4 separate regions of the Mus musculus genome follow, and all the other regions are linked to region 1. Evidence: chromatin contacts called from public HiChIP or PLAC-seq and promoter capture Hi-C data. All regions are on one chromosome and are shown on one strand. Each heading gives the region's core, a stretch centred on a gene start, on an enhancer-like site or on the middle of the called end of the contact. The rest is flanking DNA. Distances are from core to core; before and after follow the strand shown. Region 1 holds the start of Glrx (glutaredoxin). Region 2 holds the start of E430024I08Rik (a long non-coding RNA gene). Region 3 has its middle 15 kb from the start of Gm46430. Region 4 overlaps Cast (calpastatin).

The links. Promoter capture Hi-C pulls out the DNA fragments that hold promoters and counts their contacts. HiChIP or PLAC-seq counts read pairs in DNA pulled down with a chosen protein or histone mark.
Region 2: a contact with region 1 is called in a promoter capture Hi-C map of hippocampal neurons, with 10 times the contacts expected there. The contact joins the promoter of E430024I08Rik here to the promoter of Glrx in region 1. A contact is called at or near these places in 2 of 39 promoter capture datasets (hippocampal neurons and pre-B cells).
Region 3: a contact with region 1 is called in an H3K27ac HiChIP or PLAC-seq map of embryonic stem cells, with 4 times the contacts expected there. The contact joins the enhancer-like site here to the promoter of Glrx in region 1. A contact is called at or near these places in 1 of 39 promoter capture datasets (hippocampal neurons) and 3 of 115 datasets of contacts at active chromatin or transcription factors (astrocytes, embryonic stem cells and large pre-B cells).
Region 4: a contact with region 1 is called in a promoter capture Hi-C map of liver, with 8 times the contacts expected there. The contact joins the enhancer-like site here to the promoter of Glrx in region 1. A contact is called at or near these places in 4 of 39 promoter capture datasets (cranial neural crest, embryonic stem cells and liver) and 2 of 115 datasets of contacts at active chromatin or transcription factors (acute myeloid leukemia and embryonic stem cells).

What each region holds. Positions count from the first base shown.
Region 1 is chr13:75,838,609-75,841,197 of GRCm38.p6, reverse strand. Glrx (glutaredoxin) reads right to left here and starts at 1,312. Exons shown (of 3, transcript NM_053108.4): 1 at 1,023-1,312. The coding sequence starts at 1,229. Gm41005 (a long non-coding RNA gene) reads left to right here and starts at 130. Exons shown (of 2, transcript XR_873685.2): 1 at 130-431.
Region 2 is chr13:74,462,329-74,464,917 of GRCm38.p6, reverse strand. E430024I08Rik (a long non-coding RNA gene) reads left to right here and starts at 1,306. Exons shown (of 8, transcript XR_003950546.1): 1 at 1,306-1,709; 2 at 2,252-2,336.
Region 3 is chr13:74,600,697-74,603,285 of GRCm38.p6, reverse strand. No RefSeq gene overlaps it. Among named protein-coding and RNA genes, the nearest start is that of Gm46430, 15 kb to the left of the region's middle. Within about 2 kb of position 1,310, at least 6 of the 459 cell types and tissues checked have an H3K27ac peak or open chromatin away from gene starts, as enhancers often do. A contact at or near this core is called in embryonic stem cells, where this site is marked.
Region 4 is chr13:74,694,410-74,696,998 of GRCm38.p6, reverse strand. It overlaps Cast (calpastatin), which reads left to right. Exons shown (of 31, transcript NM_009817.4): 30 at 1,047-1,108; 31 at 2,166-2,589. The coding sequence ends at 1,100. Among named protein-coding and RNA genes, the nearest start is that of Erap1, 56 kb to the right of the region's middle. Within about 2 kb of position 1,313, at least 5 of the 459 cell types and tissues checked have an H3K27ac peak or open chromatin away from gene starts, as enhancers often do. A contact at or near this core is called in liver, where this site is marked.

The DNA.
Region 1 (2,589 bases), core at 63-2,562:
GTAAACAAGGGTACACAGACACACACACCATACATTTTATGGACTTGGGCATCCATGGACATCTGTATTTTTTCAGCTTCCCAATGAAGCCTCACTGAGGAAGTTTCTTTCCTCTGCTTTTCACTGTCACGCGTCACTTTAGTTGGTATTGGAGGCAGGTGGCCAAGGTTCTTGGCTTGTTGGGGCTGCCTCGGCTTTGTCCCCAACACTCCAGTTAACTGTACAACAAGCTCACTTTCCAGCACTGGAGTCTGTTGAGCTGGGCATTCCAGCAGCAGCCCAGGCACAAAGAAAGCCTTTTCTGAGGAGGAAGGTGTTCTTAGAGAGCTGCATATGGATTTGTGGAACAGGACTTTGAAGCGCTCCCTCTAATCTTGCAGCCTGCGTCACTGAGGATGGATCTCCAAGGCAAGAATCCATCAGATCATACAGTAAGTTATCATGATAACCAGACCTGAAAATATCCTACAATTAAGGCAGCACAGGCAAAAATGGAGTCCAGGATTTACTTTTCTAGTGGGTGGGGCTAGGTAAGAATGGACAAACTAGGTGATAAAGAAAGAAAGCCTAGTGCAAAGAAAAGGAAGGGCCGCAGACCCCACTACATGCTAACAGGGGGAAGAGAGTGCCTATGGCCCCCATCCATAACATAAAAGCTAGAGATCACATCCAGCCTCGAAGCTGCCTCCTGCCTTGCCAGAAGAACACTGCCAGTTCAAAATAGTGCTTAAAACAAAGCCTTCAGATAAACACTTAACTGCCGCCAGCCCAGCTGTCAGGCCCACTATCCACACACCAACCAGCGTTCTGCCTTCTGGTCCTCCCAGGCAGTCCTGCTGCCCACTCATTTGAGCAGTGTCTTCCCTTGAGTCCCTCCCCCACACCCTGCAAAGTCCTCTGGCTGCTTTGAAGGACAGAGCCCAGGCAACGGCATCCTAGAAAAGGCACAGCTAGCTGTCTACAAAGCTCTGGAAAGGAAACAGCAACACCCCAGCGCTTCCTTAGCATTTAAACACACTCACTGTTCTCGCTCCGGTGAGCTGTTGTAAATAATCTTGAATCGCACTGGTGTTGTTAGTGGCTGTGATGTCCACAAACTCCAGAAGACCTTGTTTGAAAGGCAGTTGACTGAGGATTTCTTGGGTCTTTCTGCAGTAGGGGCAGGTGGGCTTGATGAACACGACCACCTTCCCAGACTGGATCTTGCAGTTCACAAACTCCTGAGCCATGCTGACAGGCTGCAGCTTCTCCAGGGAGGAACGTGCAGTTGAAAGTAATGGTCCGGTAATGCAGCGGCGCTTAGCCAGCAGCTCTCATTTAATAAGGAACCTCCTTGGAGGAGGAGTTACCAAGTAGGATGCTTCAGTTTTAAAGGGCCAGCCCCAAAGTCAGTTCATTTTGGTATGAGTCAGTACTTCCTAGGCCTACCATTGCACACTGGCTGTGTAAGCTATAACAGGCTGTCTTGTGTCCTCCCCAAGAACAGAACTAAGTCACCCTCTAGGGTAGCAGAGACAGCGCAGACCAGTTTCTGGGTAGGAGGCCCCAGGTCCTCTTAGAACAAATTCTCTCTCTCTCTTCTTTTGGAAACACGGTTGTTTTGAAAAATAAAAACACAACCATTCAGGAAAGCTTTGGCTCTTCATAGGATGTGGGGACTGCATAGTGATTGGGCCTTGTGGGTTGCACCGGCATGCTTTCTTTGCCCTGTAAGGTGGGTACTTGTGTGATTAGTGGACTTGGTTCTTGACATGTAAAAATGTGCTTGTCTGTACTTTCTCTCTGTCTTTAAAAAGTGGGGTGCCATGCTCTGAGTTCATGGTGAACAATGAGCCCTTTTCAGTGGGGTAGATTTGTGACTGAACTTTGCCACGGGGCCTACCTGTGAAGCTAAGCTTTTTAATAGGTCTCTCTTACTCCAAAAGCCTTAGGGCTGGTGACCTTTGAATAGCAGTTCAGTAAGAAACAAATTCTCCCATAACCCCTGACCTGAGATTCCAGACAGAATGTGGATCTTTTCCTGTCTGACTTGTTTTGACAGTGAGCTGAGGTGCTTTGGGAGGTGGTGCTGAGGTAGATAAGCAAGTCGAAGAGAAAACTCCTGTCAGACTGAAGCACCTTTCCAAGCAAGCAACCAGCTCCACAGTAGAACCAGAGTATCTTACAGGAGGTCAGACTACAGTCATGTCCTGGTGACGGCTCTGGTGCACATTGTGACCAAAGAGAAGTAAACTGACTTCTGGGGGCTGCTTTCTTTGTCACTCTCACTGTTACCCACATCAAATGGCAAAATAACAGTCAGATGGTAATAGTCAGGGCCACAGAAGAAGCGGAGAGAGAGTTCTGCCAACGGAGAAGCGGCCTGGCTGCATGGCTGAGGTGGCTGGCCCATGGCAGGGTTGTAGACCTCTCAGCCCATAGCTTCCCACAATTCTGAACAAGTTTAGGGCTAGAGTCTTAACTTTCTGGCAACCTTCTGATGCCAGCTGTTTCAAGGACCTCTTGAGGGTTCTTGCTGTTCACATGACCCTGGGGAATAAGCACCCAGCTCAGGCTGTTCCTTTAGAGTCTTTCTCTCCTTCTCATTTG
Region 2 (2,589 bases), core at 57-2,556, 1.4 Mb after region 1:
AAAAAAATCTTAAAAAAATGCCTTACTAGCACTTAGTAACTTATACTTGTCTGTTGGGATCTGTGAATATCAAAGTCATTGTATCCTTTGTTAGTATGCCACTTTTGGAGGTATGTGGATGGGAAAACTTTTAGGTTCTTTTGAGGAGCCATTAAATCTGTAAGGTAGAAGTTACTAGAATCAGAACAAAACAAAACATTAAGATGCAAAACGAATACTTTGTAAGTCTGATATTTCTTCTTTGTGTAATAGGGATACTATTGACTCGGTGGGACCATCAAGAATAATGGTGCCTACCATTTGATCTTGAACCATGTGGTTATATTACCTAAAGACCTGGTAAAATTAAATGGTCTATGCTTTATATCATTATCAAAAAAAGACACCAAGCCCCATGATTGCTTACATTTTAAGAGGATTCCCTAGGTGAAATTTAAAACAACAACTGAAGAAATAGTGGTTTTCTGTTGTATGAGAACTGGGCCCCTGAGTAAAGTAAACCTATTTCCCATCAGGGAATTCCGGGTTCTTGCATAGCCCCCTTATGACTTTCTTTGGGGCAGGAAGGAAGATGCTGATAGTATGAAAAAGAGGACTGGGAAGGCAGATGAGAGAAGAGACAGGAGCTGATTTCACATAGCACAGCAAAATCTTTGTGCTAACCCTGAGCCTAACCCTAAACCTGTAACCCTAACCACACTAACCCTAATCTAAACACTCTTTATCTTAATCCTAACCCTCTAATCCCCTAACTCTAACCCTGCATCCTGTAAGGGAGTTTTCTTAATTATTCCTTTTGAAGTGAGAAACCCTTGCTATATCTTGGTCTTTTGAGAGTTTAAGATCCACCTTTAATCCAGGCTACACATTCTTTCTGAAACCTACATACATAAAGGACCTTAAACAGGGAAGTTCTTTCAAATTGTCTACTTCTTTCCCTACATTTTTTAGCAAGGTGTTTTGTTTGTTCATTCATTCATTTTGTTTTGTTTTTAAACTGGCATTAGTAAGTACGTATTTCTTCAGAATTCTGGTAAGTTCTCAAGATCCGCTGAGATATCAAGCAATGTGAACTCAACAAGTCCTTGATTTTTCTTCTTTCCCTTGGCAATGAATGTGCTAAGCCATTATTGGACTAGGAGGACCACTGTCTGTGAGACATTCTATTAATCCCCTTTCTACATACATAAAGAAATTCGTCCTATGAGATGAGGTACGATTATCTGTACTAATACAACTGTGGTTTGTCTCCACCCTGCCACTGAGGAAGATGCGCTGGCTAACAACAGTGCTCTACACTGTTTGTCATCTCTTTCCTGGTTTTCTCCCAAGGTTGTTTCATACCTCTTTGGTGAAAAGGACCTGCATTTCCCCTGGTCCAGCATCAAGCTACAAAACAAAACTCTTGTATCCTAAAATCCTCTTTAGTGTTATTATCCTGGGCATCCTTCCACTGGTGAGCCAGATTGATAACTCCACTCCCAGTTTAGTAAAAGGCTAGCGACCTTGATTTCAGGAAGAAGGGGAAGTGCTGTGAGGAAAGCTCAAGCAAGCCAGGAAGTAGGTCATGGTGAGTGCAGGACCACTGCTACAACGGGAAGGAGCAGGCGGCTGAACAGCCTGAGCTGAAATGCTGTCTCCACTCCCACCGCTCGGAGGATAGACACAAATGCTAATGGAGAGCAAGTCAGACCAGAGATCTGGAAAAGGTCTGACCCAAGACTGGAAGCTCTATTTAACCTTGAGGAGGGGTAAGACTCATTGGGCAATCTAGGGCCCCAGGCGGATCTGCCAGTCAGACAATGAGGAGGGTTCTTCCGGGTGGCTTGCTGCACGTTCGTTTTGGAATGCAGGAGTGAATAGTCCTTTCCGTCCTGCTTTGAGTAATGCTGTTGGGTGCCATTGGGGACCTTAAGCGAGCTCCGAAGTTGAGACATGGTGAGTGCGAGATCACTGCCCACAAAGGGGAGGAGCAGGCGGATGAACAGCCGGAGCTGCAATGGTGGATCCTCCTCAAAGTCGGCCTGGGACCACAGATAGAGGAGGCTCTAGGAGGATAGGCACAAATGCCACCCGAATGCAAACCACTCCCGAGATCTGTAAAAGGACTGGACCGGGACAGGAAGCACACTTTAATCTAGAGGCGGGGTAAGACTCGCTGGCCAATCAAGGATTCCAGGGCGAACTGCCAGTCAGACAATGAGGCGGGGTCTTCCGGATGCCTTGCTGGAAGTTTGTTTTTGCTCTACAGGATTGAACCGTCTCTGTGTCTTGCTTTGAGCGCTGCTGTTGGGTGCTGTGAGTGGACCTCAAGTAAGCTCCGTTTTTGAAACATGGTAAGCGCATGGTTACTGTCTATAATGGGTAGGGGCAGGTGGCTGAGCAGTGGGAGCTGAGGTGGTGTGTCCTCTCTGGGGCTGTATGGGAAGCCTCAGCCAGATGTAACCAGATGTGGCCAATTGTGCGGTCCTTTGTGATGCTCCTCACTTGCTAAAACAGGCGGTGAACTCTGAATAACATCAGTATCAGGGCTGAATCAGCTCAAAACATTAGGATTAGGGGCTTGCTTGTAGAAATTTCACGGGCAGG
Region 3 (2,589 bases), core at 61-2,560, 1.2 Mb after region 1:
TAATAAAGAATTAGTATCATTTTAAAAGTTTTGCTGTGATCACTTTAAGTGTATCTATAGGCATGAAGGTAGTTGCATTTTAATTTAGAAATAGGGAAGAAGCTCCATGCTGGATCTTTAAATTATTATACTGTTTTTAAATAAGACTTTAGTGGTTATGAATATTTTTTAAATTATTAAACTGTTTATGTCAGTATAGTTATACGTATATGTATGTATATGTACATATATATATAATATTTAAAAGCGCATACTCATTATCCTTATATGAGTAAGGACAGTGTTCACTATGAACAACATTTTCTGCTCTATGAGTAGTAAACTCTTTAAAAGTAATTCAGAGTGGCGCACGCCTTTAATCAAAGCACTTGGGAGGCAGAGGCAGGAGGATTTCAGAGTTCGAGGCCAGCCTGGTCTACAGAGTGAGTTCCAGGACAGCCAGGGCTACACAGAGAAACCCTGTCTCAAAAAAACAAAACAAAACAATATGTAGTTCAGAGTCTAATATATGTCTATGAGGGTAGCAGGTTTCTCTGAACTTGGGATTCTGCACATTCCACTTGTATAGATCAGTAGTGGAAAAGGGGATGTGTGCCCTGTACTGTCTTCCCTTGCCTATCCAAAATGGTGGGCGTGGGAGGGACAGTTGCTCAAAAGGGCAGTGCCATTGTGGTAGAATCTGTCTATCTTGTAGTGCGGGCACCTGTGTGAAGAGGGCTAGAATGATGTAAACCTCTTCCCCAGGGCCTGGACCAGCATCTGCCATTTACAAGGGATGGGTGTGAACCAGGATAGAATGATAAGGCGCCAGGAAGGAATTTTCCTCCAGAGCTGGAGGGAATTGGACTGCTGGCTTAAGATTCTTTGAGAGCTCCATCAATTTGTACTGTAAGGTCATTGGGATAGGTGGTAGGAAAGGCTTTAGCTACTTATGGGGCTCTCCACCAGATACTGCCAGACCATGTTGTTTGGAACCTGGTCAGGGTGCCCAGGATTTACATACACAATACTTTGAACCAAGTAGATAGTAGGAAGGTGGAAAGTGTGTGCTTCCGGCCAACCCACTTTAAAAGCAGGCCATTCTTTCCAGGAAAAAACCGGCCTGTGTTTGCACTGGTGTTCTCTGACTCCAACAGAAAGGAGTCCAGAGACAAGAAGGCAGCCTATCCCTGGAGCGGGCTCTCCCAGCTGGGAAGAACCTGATAGCTTCCATCAGAACCTGTGTCAGAATGGAGCTCTCTGCAACTGCATCTGAAGGGAGCTGGAGAGCACCTCTCATCCCCAAGGCCAGGAGGAAGTTACCAGCTTGACTGCCCTACCTCCTTTGGCCTTCAGGTTGTGAAGACAAAAGAAATCACCCCACAGAGAGCAAGACAAAAGGCTACTCAGAACTTGACAAAGTCAAGATACACACAGCAAACTCAGACACACCCTGACTTGCCCATTGCTAGGAGAGTCCATTGCTCTCAACAACAATAACAACCCTCTCTACTATCAAGTCAAGAGGGACCCCTTCGATTCCCTGCCAATGCACTAAATGTAATGGTCTGCAAAATCTCTGAAGGAAGGCCCCAGACTTAGTATGCAAAACCAAAGAATGTTTATTCTGAAAAACACAATAGCATTCAAGGATTTAAGGACTCAAGGACTTAATCATTCTCTAGAATGAGGACCCCACATAAACCAGGAGACTCTCTAGGAAGATTAGGTAATCTAAAATTGCATTGGTGGGCTCTAGCGGGTCAGCGGCCTGCATTCCTATGTCATGAACATTGAACCATGTGATGAAATAGGGCTACAGATGGCCCATTCTGAGATAAGACATTTCTCCGTTTTTGTGGTTATCCCCAGGCTGTACTTCGGGAGAGGGTTTTATGATCTTGTGCTGGATTTTATGGTCTGCTTCTAGAGCTGGTGTCTGAATACCTAGTTTCTGAGACTTATGGTCTGTTCTTGTAGTTGGTATCTTCCAGCGTGGACTCAGGCCTGGTCCTCAAAATGGAAACAATTGGGGTTTATATTACCCTTCTAAAACAACACCCAAGATCTGGACAACCTGCTGTGGCTGCTTATAACACAGACTGTTGCTTTTTTGTCTGAAAATGCACAACCTGAGAGAAAGGTATGGATAATATTTGGTGTCCTCTAATACATATGTCTAGACCCTGAACAATACCCAACCATAAAGCCTCTTTAAACATTTAAAATGATTTTGGGAATTAAAATTAAATCATTTCAACTTTCTCATTTTTTCTAGTGCTAAGTCTCAAACACTAGGACAAAGGGCTGAGGTGCTATTTAACAATTGAAAACAAACCTGGTTCTCAGGTTCTCCCTGACATTCCTCAGCTCCTACCCATTACAAGGTATGCCTGACTGGCCTATCCTCCCTCTAAGCCCAGAGGTTGGTCTGTCCTTCTCCCAGCTGCCCTTCCTATGTGATCCAACCATTTTAGTTACCTTGTCTTTTTCATTTTATTATTTGATATCTTGACTCATAGGTTATTTCTTCGCTATCAAACTAGATTGGAGTGTATTAAAATGCTGGATTATTGGGAAACTGCTCTGCGCACAATTGCCCTAGGACAG
Region 4 (2,589 bases), core at 64-2,563, 1.1 Mb after region 1:
CTTCACTAATACCTTAGTTATGGTTTTAAACCTTCAGTGAACCTGTGGAGCTGAGACAGGTGATGGATGTTTAGCCAGATAATTTCTCCTAATGGATATGCATGTAAACATCCTCTGTTGTAAACTATTGCAATTTATGATTTGATTTTTTTGTGTGTGAACTTATGATGAACTTTGTAACATGCGATCATGTATTCTGAAAGCATTATAAGTACTGAAGACATAGAGAAGAGAGGAGATTTTTTTCCTTTTCCCCTCCTGGAAGAATCTTTTTCCTTACTAGAATTTTTGCCCCCTTTCCCCTTTTAGAGAATTTTTCCCCTTCACCACATAGGATCTTTCTGCTTTTCCCCTCAGTTAGCTTCATAAAAGCTTTAAAAGTTTCATAGGAAACTTTTTACAACTTAGTAATAAATGCTATAATCACTTTTCTAAGTGTCCATTTTTTCTTCCTGTGACTTCCAACTAGCAGGCTGAAAGTGAGAGCCCAGCAGCTCCTGCTGAGATAGTACAAAGGCTATTTACTTAATCCGTTGCTGTTTGAGGAAGATGTGCTAAGTGCCAAAAACTGCAGTTTTTGGCCTCAGAGGATCACCACAGGCAGGTCAACTACAGTAGCAAGATAACAGACTTAGATAAGTAAACTTATTATTATTATACAGCAACCCTAAATATCTTGTAGGACAAAGTCTTATCCTCCAACGATGCTCTTCCCCCTCTGCTGCTTCAAGAATCTACAAGAAAGAAGACCCCACCCACCCACCCCCCACCGGGGCTGGCCCCAGGCAAAAATTTTATAGGGTCCATTAAAAACATGTTTAAAGTGAGAAATTTAGGATTAAGACTATTTACATCTTATAACTTAAAAACTAAGGAAAGAACAGAGCATGTTTGTGTCAAATGAAGAATATAGACCAGGCCACCCTCTCTGCCTTCTGTTTGGTCCTTATCCAGGAGTTCATTTTCTCCTTCTGTTTCCTGGTGAGTTATTGTGCAGTGTTGATTTAGAAATAAAAGCACTCACTATAGCTTTGCTTCCCCCTTAGAAGACAGAGGAAGTGTCCAAGCCAAAGGCTAAAGAAGATGCAAGACACAGTTAATGAATTTGGTAAGTTGAGTTTCCACTGTAAATAGCAATAACTGCCTTCTAGCAGCTGGCACCGTGGGGCGCGAGAGGCAAGTTTCTCTCTGAGTATTCCACACCTGTTCCTGTTCTTAGGACCCATAGCTTGCGAAGTTCAAAGTATTCCATTCCCCAACAAGCACTAAAGGGCTTATTGTGCTACTAGAACTTTTCTTGTTAATCATTGATTAAATTACTCTTAAAATGGCCTGGCAGTGGTGGTGGCTTTGATCCTATCAAAGGCAGAGGAAGGCAGAGCTCACAAAGTTCAAGGCCAGCCTGTCTACAGAGCGAGTTCCAGGACAGCCAGGGCTACACAGAAAAACTTGTCCTTGAAAAAAACAAAACAAAACCAAAAACCACAAAACTCTTTAAAGAACTCAGACTTTGAATGAAAATCATACACCACAAGCTAGTTCAATCTTTGAAATTATACAGACTTTTCTTGCAATGTATTTGTAGCAAAATGGCAGTAATTGCTATCTGAAATACAATGCATGGTGAGTGGTAGAAATCACAGTTTGGGAATAAAGGCTGTTTAACCTTCTGTTTTTGTTTTGTTTTTTTCTTAATTCTGAAAGAACAATAATGGATTCTGACCTATTCTTCAATAGGTGGGTTCTGATCTTCCTAAAAATCATAAAATGAAACTGCATGCTCAACAAAGCCTTAAAGAAAACAAATAAAAAGAACAACAACAACAACAACAGAAAAGAAAATAAGAAATGGGGTTGGCATGGTGAGGGATGCACATGGTAGATTCATGGAAGTTGCCCTCTGAAGTCCACATGCATACTGTGGCATACATATATTAAATGAAACTGTAAAGTAAGGTATTTTGGTTTTTTGTTTCTGTTGTTTTGTTTTGGTTTGGTTTGGTTTGGTTTTAAACTATGGGTTAAATGGCCCAGCTCTCTTGCCAGGATCCATTTCATTTCCTATAGCGCAGTTAGCACACCAACAAGAGCTGCTCCACATTTCTCAGAGTAACTGATGACCTTCTATTAACAACCTACTCACTCATATTTCCTTTTATTTTAAGGGTATCTGAATAGAAATTCTTCAGCTGGTGGATGGTGACTTTTGAAGAACAAAGGCTTTGATGACAGTTTTTTCTGGGTGGTTTCTGGACAGTGGTATTTGTTATGTCTTTTGACATCTTAAACACTGAGTTGTTATTCTTTTCCAGAACGAAAATGAATTTGTCTGCTTCACCTGTGTTCTGTATTGAGTATTGATAAACTTCAAAGATTTTTAATTGCCCTTAGATGGGAGAAGGAAGCTTTATATTTGTAAGAAATATATTTGATAGTTTCTTAAAACACCAAAAATCCCAGAAAGCCTTTACAAACCTTTGCACTTTATATATACAGTGCCTGTAAATCTCATTAGTATTTTTGGTTTGCACTAAATTTTTTTAGCATTTGAAAAATAATGCTCCCAACTTTTGTCAGTATTTTGATTTC